3 separate regions of the Mus musculus genome follow, and all the other regions are linked to region 3. A link is a contact called in public Micro-C data. All regions are on one chromosome and are shown on one strand. The core of a region is the stretch at or near the end of the contact, and the rest is flanking DNA. Distances in the headings are between cores, read along the strand shown.

Region 1 (3,817 bases), core at 862-3,361, 140 kb after region 3:
TCTTGAACTCGGAGAACTCTCTGTCTTAATCTTCTGGAATCCATAGCCACTATGCCTCAAGATCTCCATACCAAGATCCAGATCAGAAACTTCTATCTCCTAGCCTCCAGGGTCACTGGTGAGCCTTCCAATTCTGGATTGTAGTTCATTCCAAATATAGTCAAGTTGACAACCAGGAATAGCCACTACACATGGTAAGTCCTACGCTGGGCACTCTGTAAACAAGCTTCTTCGAACTTTAGAGCTAGGTGCTATGCTTGTTCTCATTTTATAAGTGGGGGCTCTGAGAGATAAGGAAGCCTGCCCAGGCTGAGGATGACAGAGTTAAGGCAATAACCCAAGCAGTACGATTGCCACACTAACAGCCTGTTGGAGGCAGTGGCAGTCTTTTTCAGTGTAGGAGGGGTGTGCTTCTGGAGCCGTTGGTGACTTTTGCTCTAGTGATGCACTTTACAGTTTGAAAAGTCAAATGATGTCACTTAGCACAGTGCAAGCTGTTCAAACTAGCTTCTGGACCTCAAGGGAGTCAAGATTTGCTCACTGTTTGGGTCCCTAGTCATGAGATCACAGGAGCACTCCTCTTTAGAGCCCTTGAAGACCCAACCTACGGATACCCAGGATCCTAAGCCCAGAAAAGTGCTTGTGGGGGTTGGCCAGGGAGACATGTTTACATTGATTGGCCCAAATACAATCACATGGGCACATACGTGTCATCTATCTGCATCCTCAAATGGAACAGAGAACTGAAACCCTGGGGATTGATAGCAGCATTAGCTTCAGGGATAAACTCCTTTAGTGGGATTTTTATTGAATTCCTTATTTCTCTGATACCCAACACTTTATTTATTTATTATTATTATTATTTTAGAATGCTTTAAGGAATACTGTCTGAAGATTCCCCCAAATCATCGTTCTTCAGTTATTTTAGACAGTGCACCCTGTACCAAAATGTGTCACTCTTCTCTCTCAAGCTGCCTCGGGAACACCACTCCAATATCTACTCATGTGGCATTAGTTTTGAGGCACTTAAAAAAAAATTCTATGAATCTATCACTCCACCCAATGTCTACTGAGAGGAGGTAGCACTGACTTTTCTTGTTGCTATGACAAAATATTCAGCGAAAGCAGCTTAACGAAGGGCAGTTTTTTCTGGCTCCTGATCCAAGGGCTCCAAGTGCACTGAGGCAGGGAAGGCCTGGGGGGAGCATGAGGCAGTCCTTCACATTTAGGCCTCTGTCAGGAAGTGTGGATGCCAGAGTTTAGCTGGCTTCCTCCTTTTTATTCAGTCAGGTCCTTCTACCTGTGGGAATCCAAATTCACGGGGTGGGTCTTTCCATCTCAGGCAATCTAATCTAGAAATCCTCTCAGATTAGGCCCAGAGGTTTGCCTTCTAGGTGATCCTAGAGCCAGTCAAGTAGACAGGCAATACTAACAGCAACAGAGAAGAAACTTCTCTCAGGTCTTAGCCTAAGAACCAAGCTTCTTTTGAGTTAAATTTTCTTTTTAAAAATCATTCTATATACTGGATTATTGACCCATGTCCTATTTCCAATTTTGCTTATGCCATTAGGAGTCTCAGAGCCCCTGTTCTCTAGACATAGAGCACGGTCTGTCCAATGTTTTGTAATTTTCCTATCAGAAGCAATGTTCCTCTCACTCTAACTGTTCCTCTTATTTCTTTTGTAGTTTTCACATTTTAGGAAGGGAACTTCAAGACCATTGTGATTTAAGATGAGAAACCATAATCACCCCAGGTACCTGGAAGGCCAACTGGTAATTTAATAATATGTGGGACTTGAAGTAGAAACTGAACTGGACTTTAGTTACAGGGGCTATTCAGAGAGACGAATGTGACAGATGTTCTGCAGCAGGCTCAGTGTCCCCTGCCCAGGAAGCTGTGTGAATAGCTACCCCTCTCAGGTCCATAGTATTTCTGGTGACTTTGTTACATCTTAGAGGTGAAAATGCTGAATGTCACAGATATAATTAAAATGCCCTCTTAGACTCTTTTCTTACAGAGGAGCTTTGAACACACAGAACTAGAGGGAATCGTTCAGAAATTAGCCATGGGGTCACATTGAAGATCAACTGTGACCATGTAACATAGTGGCATCAGTGACTCAGGCCACTCTGCCAGCTTTTACGTATGACACTGAATCATAGGACTGCATCATCTCTTCTCATAAAATCAACCTGCAATAAATATTTCATACACATGAAAACAATTGTAAACTCCAAGAGTTTTGGTTAGTGGGTTGTTTGTTTGTGGCACTCTACACTGTAGCCCAGGCTAGCCTTGAACTTTGTAAATAGCCAAAGCTGAACATGAGCTTCTGGTCCGCCTACATTCACTGTCTAAGGCCCAGGATTACAGGAATGTGTACCATACCAGATTCATGCAGTGCTGGAGATCAAACCTGGATCTTCTGCATACTAGAGAAACAGGCACTCTACAGTCTAAGCTATAGCCTCAGGCTTCCCCAAAGGTTTTTAGCAATAAAGAGTTGTGTTTAGACAAAGAGCTGGAAGGTGACCTACACAATCCAGGCTAGCACTGGAGATGCTCAGAAACCCCTGTGATCAAAGAAAGCTGCTGATCTCTCCACTTTGAAGAGCAGATCATTTTCACTATATGAAGGTGGAAATTTGTATAGATGGGATGCGTTAATATTAGTGGGAATTGGCTGCGGCCCCTGGACAGTTAATCCACCTCTTGCTTTCAGGAATCTGACCCACCCTAAGAACACAGCAGTAGATTTTCCAAGAGCAGGCTGGACGAGAGTAGGTTGGCTGCACCAGTAAGCGACTAAAAAGTCTTTGTCAGCCTGGCTGAAGCCAAGAACCATCTCAATTTCCTGATTGCCTAAGTCAACATGCCCAACTCACAGAACCTCCCAACCGTAGCAAGGGAGGGACTGAGCCCGCCACGTTGAGGCTTTGCTTATAGTTCATAAACCGCTGCTAAAAATGTATTTTATGGTGAAACAGGAGATTAGCTAATCTACCTGGTTAACAAAAAGCCACCCTCAAATGTTTCCTGTGTACACTGTGAAACCTTGAGGTGACAGAGAAGTTCCCCATGCCCCCCAGTGTCCCTCCCATCTCCCCCATCCTGACTTTATCTGAGACAAGTTACAGGCAGACTGCCATTGTCTAATGGTTCTTGGTTCCTGCTTCCAGATTAAATCTGCTTGGAAAAAGAAAAAAAAAACTAACTAAAAAATATTTAAATTTTGTTGTGTGATTTTGTTATTTCTGGAAGAAGTTTAGTTTTGTTTTGTTTTTACATTGAGTGGATGGTTTCATTTTGTGTGAGAACCGCATGTATACTCCAGAAACAAGCAACAACAAAAAAACCTATCAAGCAAAACAAGCAAACAAGCAAACCAAAATCAGCCTAGTTCTGCCTAGCAACTGGCCACTGAAGCAACTAAGGACACAGACACCTGGGACTGGACTCAGACACATGACAGGAAGCAGGCTTCTCCTGGGCTTCACACACTGAAGTACCATGTAGATGTTTTCTTAACTCACAGTCAATGCCATTAGAATTCTTTTCAGACTTCCTTTACGAGACCATTTTGGTTTTCGGTTCGGTTTGACTTTTCTTTTTAGGGTAAAAGCATGGGAATTTCCCAACTGCAATGTTCCACCTCAGACCTCATACTGTCTTCTTTCTCTTCTCGTTCTGTTTGCTAAGCAGACCATGGGGGAGGCACATCTCCGTTATCTGGTAGCCTTTGGGTAAGGACTGAGAAAACGTTGACAAGCAACTATTCCAGGCAAACAGAGTCTGGAATCGTGAGAACACCTATAT
Region 2 (4,133 bases), core at 1,387-3,886, 190 kb after region 3:
GCAGAGAGGAGTCACAGGTTATTAAGTGAGCCTTGTCTCCAGTTTTTTTGAGCCCTGGCATTGAGTTGACAGTGAAGGGTTCCCATCATGTAATTAATTCATCAGCCTAGAGTGAAAAAAGATGAACAACTATGCTCATTTTCCCTGTAAATAATCAACTCCCAGAACATCATGCATAGATCTTGGGCTTAGGAACATCTGCCTTAGCTCAGAACTTGGTCTGGAGCTAGCAGCAATGGGGCAGCAGCTCTCATGAGGCTCTTTCTTCAGTATGACTTCATGGCAACAGCATTTCTCTTCGCTTCCTGTACGATCCCATGAGCCTTTATTAAGCCCATTGCAACTAAAACCAGCCTGGGTGAACTCGGTTATTTTCAGGTAAGAACTTTGAGCAGCATGGTAATTATAGCAAACTTGAAGCTAAGTAGCCTTGCTCTCGAGAAATGCTTATCTGATGATGTTTTAGAGAACTGTGGTCACATGAGAAGGAGGAGCTAGGCAAGTCTGGGAAGACCAAGTTACTAATTACCAAAAGTAGAAGTTCACATGGGGTAAAAAAAAAAAAAAATCCCGATTAGCTGTGCTCTACTATTATAGAAGCAAAGACAGGATGATAGTTAATTTCATGTGTCAACTTACCTAGATAAACTGTACCCCGATATTTAGTTCAGTGGAGGTCAGGGTGTGGCTGTGAAGTTATTAATTAATTAATTAATTTACATACTTGTGTATATGTATATGATGTATATGTAGTGGAGGAGTATACATATATACACATGGAAGCCAAAAGACAACCTTGGGCTTCCTTCCTCAAGTTCTGTGTACCTCTTCTTAATTTTTTACTTTTCTTTCTTTCTTTCTTTCTTTCTTTCTTTCTTTCTTTCTTCTTCTTCTTTTTTTTTTTTTTTTTTTTTTGGTTAATTTGTATGAGTGTACTTTCATATCTTTTGGGGGCTGGGTGCTGAAATTCAGTCTCTCAGTTCAGTGCCCTAGTGTTTGTCTAGCAGGATAGGGGAGTGATTCCTGAATCCCAGGATTTTGAGATAGATAGATAGATAGATAGATAGATAGATAGATAGATAGATAGATGATAGATATTTCTACCACTAAGTTTATAAAAGTGCATCAGCACAACCAGACTCTCTAAAGTTTTGTTTCATTATTTGTTTATTTATTTCCTTACTTACTTATTTAATGTGTATAAGTGGTTTTCCCAGAGTGTGTATGTGCACCACATGCAAGCCTGGTGCCTGAAGAGGTTATGGATTATCAGGAGTCACCTTGTAGGCACAGAAGTTGAACTCAGGTCCTCAGAAGACCAAGTACCTCTTCAGCCCCCACTGAATGGGTTCTGGGAATCAAATTCAGGTCATGGAATTTTCAGGCATATTGTTCGTTCATCATGTATCCACGGCTGACATCAAATTCCCTTTGTAGAATAAGATGACTTTTGAATCCCTGATCCTTCTACCTCTATTTTCAGAAGTGATTATAGGCGTGCATCACCAGGCCAGTGTTATGCAGAGCTAAGGAGAGAATTCAGGGCTTCATGCACACTAATCAAGTACTCTGTCAATTAAACTTTGCCCTAGATCCTCCTGAAGGCTTCTTCTTTCTTTTCTTTTCTTTCTTTTTTCTTTTTTTTTTTTTTTTTAGTACTATATTGGTCTGCTTTGAGTCCCTATGATAGATGGGCTCCTCAAAATCATTTACAACCCCAAGAGAAAAAGATCCACTGCAATGGAAGAAGGAGTTCGGCCTTCAGACTGCCTTCAGAGTTTGAACAGGACTCTCTCTCTTGAGTCTCCATCTTATTATCATGCTTTACAGATAGATTCAAATTGGTAGAACTGATAAAAGCAAGAGGCAGTTCTTTTGAAATCTCTTCCCATACTCTCAGATAAAGCAGAACTGTGACTAATCCAGACAGGCAGACGATTTAGCCATGACCTGGGTTGGCTTAGAGAACTATATGTTCTCTAAAAAGAGTGCCTTGTGTTCTTGTGGCCACAGGGCTGTGGAGACTGAAATTATGACACTGTGTTATCTTTTGGGTTGTTGAATTACAACATTCCTGAGTTTCAGCACCTCCTAATTTCTCTAAGTATCTCCCAGTCAGTGAATGATTAGATGGGACAGTGCAGGAAGTTGGGTGACTCATAATGTTCAAATTCCCAAATCCTTCTAGATTTCCCAGACACAAGCAGTCCTTTTTGATTTGTCTGATGAGGCCATGCCAGTCTCTCTTGTGTCCCAGGCAACAGTCCAGACTGGCAGTTGCCTCTTCCCATGCCTTTTCCAGGAGAGCAAAGCTCTTAGCCCATAATGATATGACCTGCCATCCTGACTAGAGTCTGTCATGCTGCTATGGATTAGATCTGGGCTTTCTCCAAAGGCTCATGTGTTGAAGGATGGTTCGCAATGCAGTGGATTTCAGAGGTGTGGCTTTGGATCTTCACTGGCTCATAAGTACTTTGACCTCTTTAGTATCTTATGCCATCAATCTACTGTAGTCTAAGGACTATCCAGGTGTGATACTGACAAGGAAGTGGATCCAATGTGAAGAAGCAGGACCCTGGTAACCTGCCCTGGTTTATGTTTCTCAGACTCAGACACAGTGCAGACAATGACCAACAGACTGGAAGCTCTGAACCCATAAGACACAGCACTTCCTTCTGGTTGATCTGTTCAAGGATTGTGTCACAGTACTAGTGTCTTAGTCAGGGTTTCTATTCCTGCACAAACATCATGACCAAGAAGCAAGTTGGGGAGGAAAGGGTTTATTCAGCTTACACTTCCATACTGCTGTTAATCACCAAGGAAGTCAGGACTGGAACTCAAGCAGGTCAGGAAGCAGGAGCTGATGCAGAGGCCATGGAGGGATGTTCTTTACTGGCTTGCCTCACCTGGCTTACTCAGCCTGCTTTCTTATAGAACCAAGACTACCAGCCCTGAGATGGTCCCACCCACAAGGGACCTTTCCCCCTTGATCACTAATTGAGAAAATGCCTTACAGTTGGATCTCATGGAGGCATTTCCTCAACTGAAGCTCCTTTCTCTGTGATAACTCCAGCTGTGTCAAGTTGACACAAAACTAGCCAGTACAATTGACCCCTTGTCAACTTGACACACAAAAACATCACTAGTAAGCCTCAACCCTTACAATCTTATTTATCCCCATTCTAAATAACTTTAAAAGTCCCACAGTCTTTACATATTCTTAAATTTTCAATCTCTTTAAAATATCCATCTCTTTTAAATTTCAAAGTCTTTTTACAATTAAAAGTCTCTTAACTGTGGGCTCCACTAAAACAGTTTCTTCCTTCAAGAGGGAAAATATCAGGGCACAGTCACAATCAAAAGCAAAAGTCAATCTCCAACCGTCCAATGTCTGGGATCCAACTCACGATCTTCTGGGCTCCTCCAAGGGCTTGGGTCACTTCTCCAACCAGGCCCTTTGTAGCACACACATCATCCTCTAGGCTCCAGATGCCTGTACTCCACTGCTGCTGCTGCTCTTGGTGGTCATCTCATGGTACTGGCATCTCCAAAACACTGCATGACCCCTTCAGTCCTGGGCCTTCAATTGCAACTGAGGCTGCACCTTCACCAATGGCCTTCCATGGCCTCTCACAGTGCCAAGCCTCAGCTGCTTTGTGTGACCCCTTCATGCCTTCAAAACCAGTACCACCTGGGTGACCCTTACATATTACCAAGTCCTGCTGCAGCAGGAGTACAACCTTGGCCATCTCTGGAACACAGCCTCTTTGTGCTTTCAGAAAATACTTCCCAGAAGATGTCACCTCAATAATGCTGGTCTCTTCTTAGTCACCGCTAATTTCTTAGCCCCAGCTAACCAGCATCAATAGTCCCAGTAATGCAAAGGTTTTGCTTTAGTAGTTCTGGTATCTTGTTAATCACAACTGATTCTTCAGTCCCAGCTAACCAGAACCACAGAATAATCAAACTCCAAAATAGCAATGGTCCCTGAAAAGAGTCTTTAATTTTCCCTCTGAAACTTCACAAGCCAGGCCTCCATCTTCTGCACTGTTCTCAACATTATCTTCCAAGCTCCTACACAACATATGACAGAGCTCTTAACAACAAATGGATCTTCTAGCCCAAAGTTCCAA
Region 3 (3,962 bases), core at 863-3,362:
CAGATATTTCAGAAGGAAGATAGCTACCCACTTTTAGATTTATTCCCTCGATTGTTTAAGTTTACAAGGAACTCCATCAAATAGATCAACCCCTATTCTACACTATGGTTGTTCAGATTTGGGACTGAGGGGAGAGCTTTTCAGGATCTACGTAAACATCAAGTGCTCTCAAATCTTAGAACCTTTATAGCATGTTTTGAGCACTTATCATTAGATACATTTTGAAATATATGAGGAAGATGCATTACTGATATCGAGGAAGGTCAGAGGAAACCAAATAAGTACACCTCATTTGTGGAATGAGTGGGCCCATGAATAAATATGACAAGAGAGACCTAAGTGTTAAAGGATAAAAGTGGGGGTGGGGGGTGTCACATCTCTCTTGAGGCAGAGAAGACCTTTCAACAATGGTGTGTGATATGAGGCTTGCTAGAATAGTAAACAGTGGTGACTGGGGAAAAGTAAGCAAAAGAAATTCCAGGAACACCCACAAAACCCTAAGTGAAAAGGAGTCCACAATTCTGTGGTGAAAAAAAAAATGCTTGAGATGTTTTGACAAGTTGAGGGACAGATCCAGCCAGAGTTTTATCAGAAAACCAGAGGGTGAAGAATAGCCTAATAAGACACTGGAGCACAGCTGAAGATTCACAGAATAACCTGGTTCTAGAAAAGAGAATGCATGAACGGTGCTCCAGTGGCACCTCAGCTACCCCAAGAGGATGTTGGTGAGGTCATGGAAGCCTGTATTAAAGTGATGGCGTTAGATGAGAGGAAAAGAAAGAGTCATAACAGAGAGGAATTAGCCAGGCTTTGTAAATAAAAGATCAAGAGGACCTCTGATTTTAGACTTGGGAATAATGGCATCACTAAATAGGACAGGGACAGTCCAAAAGTAATCAGGAATAAGTGCTACTTAAGCTGGAAAAAACATTACTAATGCCGAACACATGCTGGTCTATTCTCAAACAACGGGGCAACACTCTTTTTCTTAATGACTGTGTTGTCTACCGTGACAGGTGGCCCAAAGGAGGGTTAACAGAGCCCCAAGGACCTCCAGGTCTCTAGCTCAATGTCATGGTTCTCAAGTGTCTAAAATTGTTGCCATATCTTATCTAACAGCTGTCCACTGACTTATGTGAGAACAACTAGAAGACTTCAGTTAGGTTCTGGCAAAACAGGTGTTCCTCTTTAAACCTGATACCCTCCTTAGTAGAGGAGAGACTTTTGTGAAAAACTAAACCACCTCTCGTCCTTTGGTTGTCTGCTAAGATATTTTTGGACTAATCAGAACCATTCAAGCATGGGATAGCATATCTGTTTGAAATAATTAAAAATTTTAGGAGTCAAGTTCTTGCCTAGCATACATGAAGCCCTGGGTTCAATCCCCGATACCACATAAAGTGAGCCTAGTGCCATATACCTGCAACCCAGCACTCGGAAGATAGCAACAGGAGGATAGAAATTCAAAGTCATCCTTGATTACACACCAAATTTGAGGACAACCTGAGATGCATGACACCCACCCTCCCCTCCCCCATTATGATGGCCCGGCAAAAGTAGTTTTAAAAGTCAAGGGTGTATGCTGAAGAAGCATGCTAAATTTGTCATTCAACAGCTTCCCTGCTTTTATCTTCCCTCTACTCTTTCAAGGTCATTTCCAAGGTGACTTCGAATGTTTTAGCTTTCTGTCAGTTCTTTAACAGCATCTGGTTCTGGGGGCAGTGGGGGACATTCACAAAGAAAGAATGGGTTTCTCTCTGTTCAGAAATACTGAAGATATCCAGGATGAGGACCACAGCCAGCTAGTGAGTCTGTAGGTTTTTGAAGCATATACATATATATTTATTAACATATACTTATATATTTACACATATGAATAAAATAGTTCCTTCCTTCCAAATTCAGAGTTACAAGATAAACATCCTAAGCATGAGGGGACACACACAGATTGATCCCCCAAACCTCCACAGCAGTAGACTACGATCTACTGAAAAGATGTATGTGGACGGCTCCTGTAGCAAACTACAACAATTGAAGTCTCATAAGAATTGTGCGTGAGTCTGTGCATTCCTCTGTGTCAGCTGAGGCCACAGGAATTCTGGCAGGAGTTTAAAAGTAGACCCATCCCTGTTGCTATTTGCAGCTCTGCCAGAATCCAAGAACCCAGGATGGTTATCAACAATGTAAGCAAGGAATCAAGCCAAAGCATTTTCCCTATCCCTCTCACCACACTGCCCAAAAAAGCAGGAAGTAGCCACAAAACTTGATTGCAACATGCAAAGACAATCAATCTGATGCCTGCTTTGTAACTGTGATATATAAAGCACATCTAGAGCCTTTCCCACAAGCATTTTAGGTTTAATTTTGGAATTTCTGAGTTAATCAAAGAGTTGGTTTTTTATTGTTGGTGGTGGGTTTCTTTCTTTCTTTCTTTCTTTCCCCATGATGATAGAGGCAGCTCTGTGAACTCAGTAGGGTTGATGTCTGAAAAAGGAAAGAACGGTCAGGTTACCCACATGATCAGCAGAAACATGACAGCTGGCTAAAGTCTTAGGAAGAAATTCAACATAGAGCTAGCTACTTACAGTTAAATAATTAACACAAGCAGCACTATTGCCTATTATGAAGCATCTTGAGTGTTTTCAATGTTCTGCTATAATGTCATACAGCCTTTGATTTGGTATCTATTGATTTGCATATTTGCATTCATGTGGGGTTATGTGTTTGCCAGTGCATATGGAACCCAAAGGACAACCTCAGATACCATTCCTCAGGTGCTGTCCACTGTTTCTTATTTTATTCATTTACTGTAATTTTAATTTTATTTATTTATGTTGAGACAGGGTCTCTCACTGGCCTAAAATTTACGAAGGAAGCTAAACTGGCTGGTAATGAACACCAGGATCCATCTGTCTCCACCTCTGAGAGACCACGAGTATGCTTTTTATTATTGTTTTCTATTTATTTTTTTATGTGAGTTCTGGGATTTAAACAGATCCACGGGCTTCTAAGACAAGCGTCATTTGGGATGGGGCATCTCACCAGCTCTGTTGTTTTTTTGTTTTGTTTTGTTTTTGTTTTTGTTTTAACCCTGTATTTATGTGAGAGAAGTGAGACTTCAAATGCTCACCAGCTCTGTTGTTTTTTTGTTTTGTTTTGTTTTTGTTTTTGTTTTAACCCTGTATTTATGTGAGAGAAGTGAGACTTCAAATGCTAGGAAACAAAGCTCAATAGATCAACTAAACTAGGCCTCTCCAGGCCTCACAGAACTGCCACACCGCTCTGTCAAGAACTGATAGTGTCAGAGCTCGATAACTCAGGCTCCTTTGATGCTTTTAGGAAGTGTCTCTCATCACATGCCACCAGAAAATCTTAGCTAAACTGAACTTTTCGTTACTTGATTTTTAATTTCATAGCTAAGATGCTTGGTTAAAAAAAAAAGTATCCTTCTCTCACAGAGACTGAGGTAGGTTAGCGATAAAGGAGCTGGAGGCATCTTCCTCCACCCCCACCCGAACCACCACAGGGCGAATCAGCTTTCAAAACCTGGCTGTGTGTTAGAGGAGCCAGAGCTTTTAAAGAATACTTCACAGCATCAATCCAGGGATTGCTTAAGAAAAAACGCAGAGGGATTGAGACTGAATCTCAGTGTTAAAACTCTCATCTCCTCAACATGAGTCTAATGAATTTTTTCCTCTGTTTTCCTCTTTCACACTTTGGTGTGCCTACAATGAGAGAGAATTCTGCGTACTATACTTTTGCACTTGTTTATGCTAATCGCAAGTGCTGTATAACCTTGACTGTCCACTGAAGATACCTGAGAAACAGTAATCCCAACGCTACCCGATTTCTCCTGTGTGGACTGTGTCTATCCTCAGGTGGTTTCAAATGTCAAGCAATTTAGAATCACTGCCCTGTGGCTACCACACTGAAGCTCAATGCCCAAGGAAATTCACCATGAA

What was found. A called contact is a pair of places that touch in the nucleus more often than the background predicts.
Region 1: a Micro-C map of the HL-1 cell line shows a contact between it and region 3, with 2.9 times the contacts expected there. The contact joins two enhancer-like sites. A contact is called at or near these places in 2 of 15 datasets of contacts at CTCF or cohesin (CD8 T cells and the NIH/3T3 cell line), 6 of 484 Hi-C or Micro-C datasets (the HL-1 cell line, Sertoli cells, liver and 2 more), 4 of 115 datasets of contacts at active chromatin or transcription factors (the 3134 cell line, CD8 T cells, heart atrium and 1 more) and 1 of 9 other capture datasets (liver).
Region 2: a Micro-C map of the HL-1 cell line shows a contact between it and region 3, with 4 times the contacts expected there. The contact joins two enhancer-like sites. A contact is called at or near these places in 7 of 484 Hi-C or Micro-C datasets (the C10 cell line, the HL-1 cell line, Th1 cells and 3 more) and 3 of 115 datasets of contacts at active chromatin or transcription factors (CD8 T cells, embryonic stem cells and pancreatic cancer cells).

Annotation. Positions count from the first base shown.
Region 1 is chr3:21,958,395-21,962,211 of GRCm38.p6, forward strand. The region is part of intron 1 of Gm31813 (a long non-coding RNA gene); the gene reads right to left. Among named protein-coding and RNA genes, the nearest start is that of Gm31813, 4.0 kb to the right of the region's middle. Within about 2 kb of position 2,112, at least 22 of the 459 cell types and tissues checked have an H3K27ac peak or open chromatin away from gene starts, as enhancers often do. A contact at or near this core is called in the HL-1 cell line, where this site is marked.
Region 2 is chr3:22,008,130-22,012,262 of GRCm38.p6, forward strand. No RefSeq gene overlaps it. Among named protein-coding and RNA genes, the nearest start is that of Gm31813, 46 kb to the left of the region's middle. Within about 2 kb of position 2,637, at least 41 of the 459 cell types and tissues checked have an H3K27ac peak or open chromatin away from gene starts, as enhancers often do. A contact at or near this core is called in the HL-1 cell line, bone marrow-derived macrophages and pancreatic cancer cells, where this site is marked.
Region 3 is chr3:21,818,134-21,822,095 of GRCm38.p6, forward strand. No RefSeq gene overlaps it. Among named protein-coding and RNA genes, the nearest start is that of 7530428D23Rik, 19 kb to the left of the region's middle. Within about 2 kb of position 2,113, at least 27 of the 459 cell types and tissues checked have an H3K27ac peak or open chromatin away from gene starts, as enhancers often do. A contact at or near this core is called in the HL-1 cell line, bone marrow-derived macrophages and pancreatic cancer cells, where this site is marked.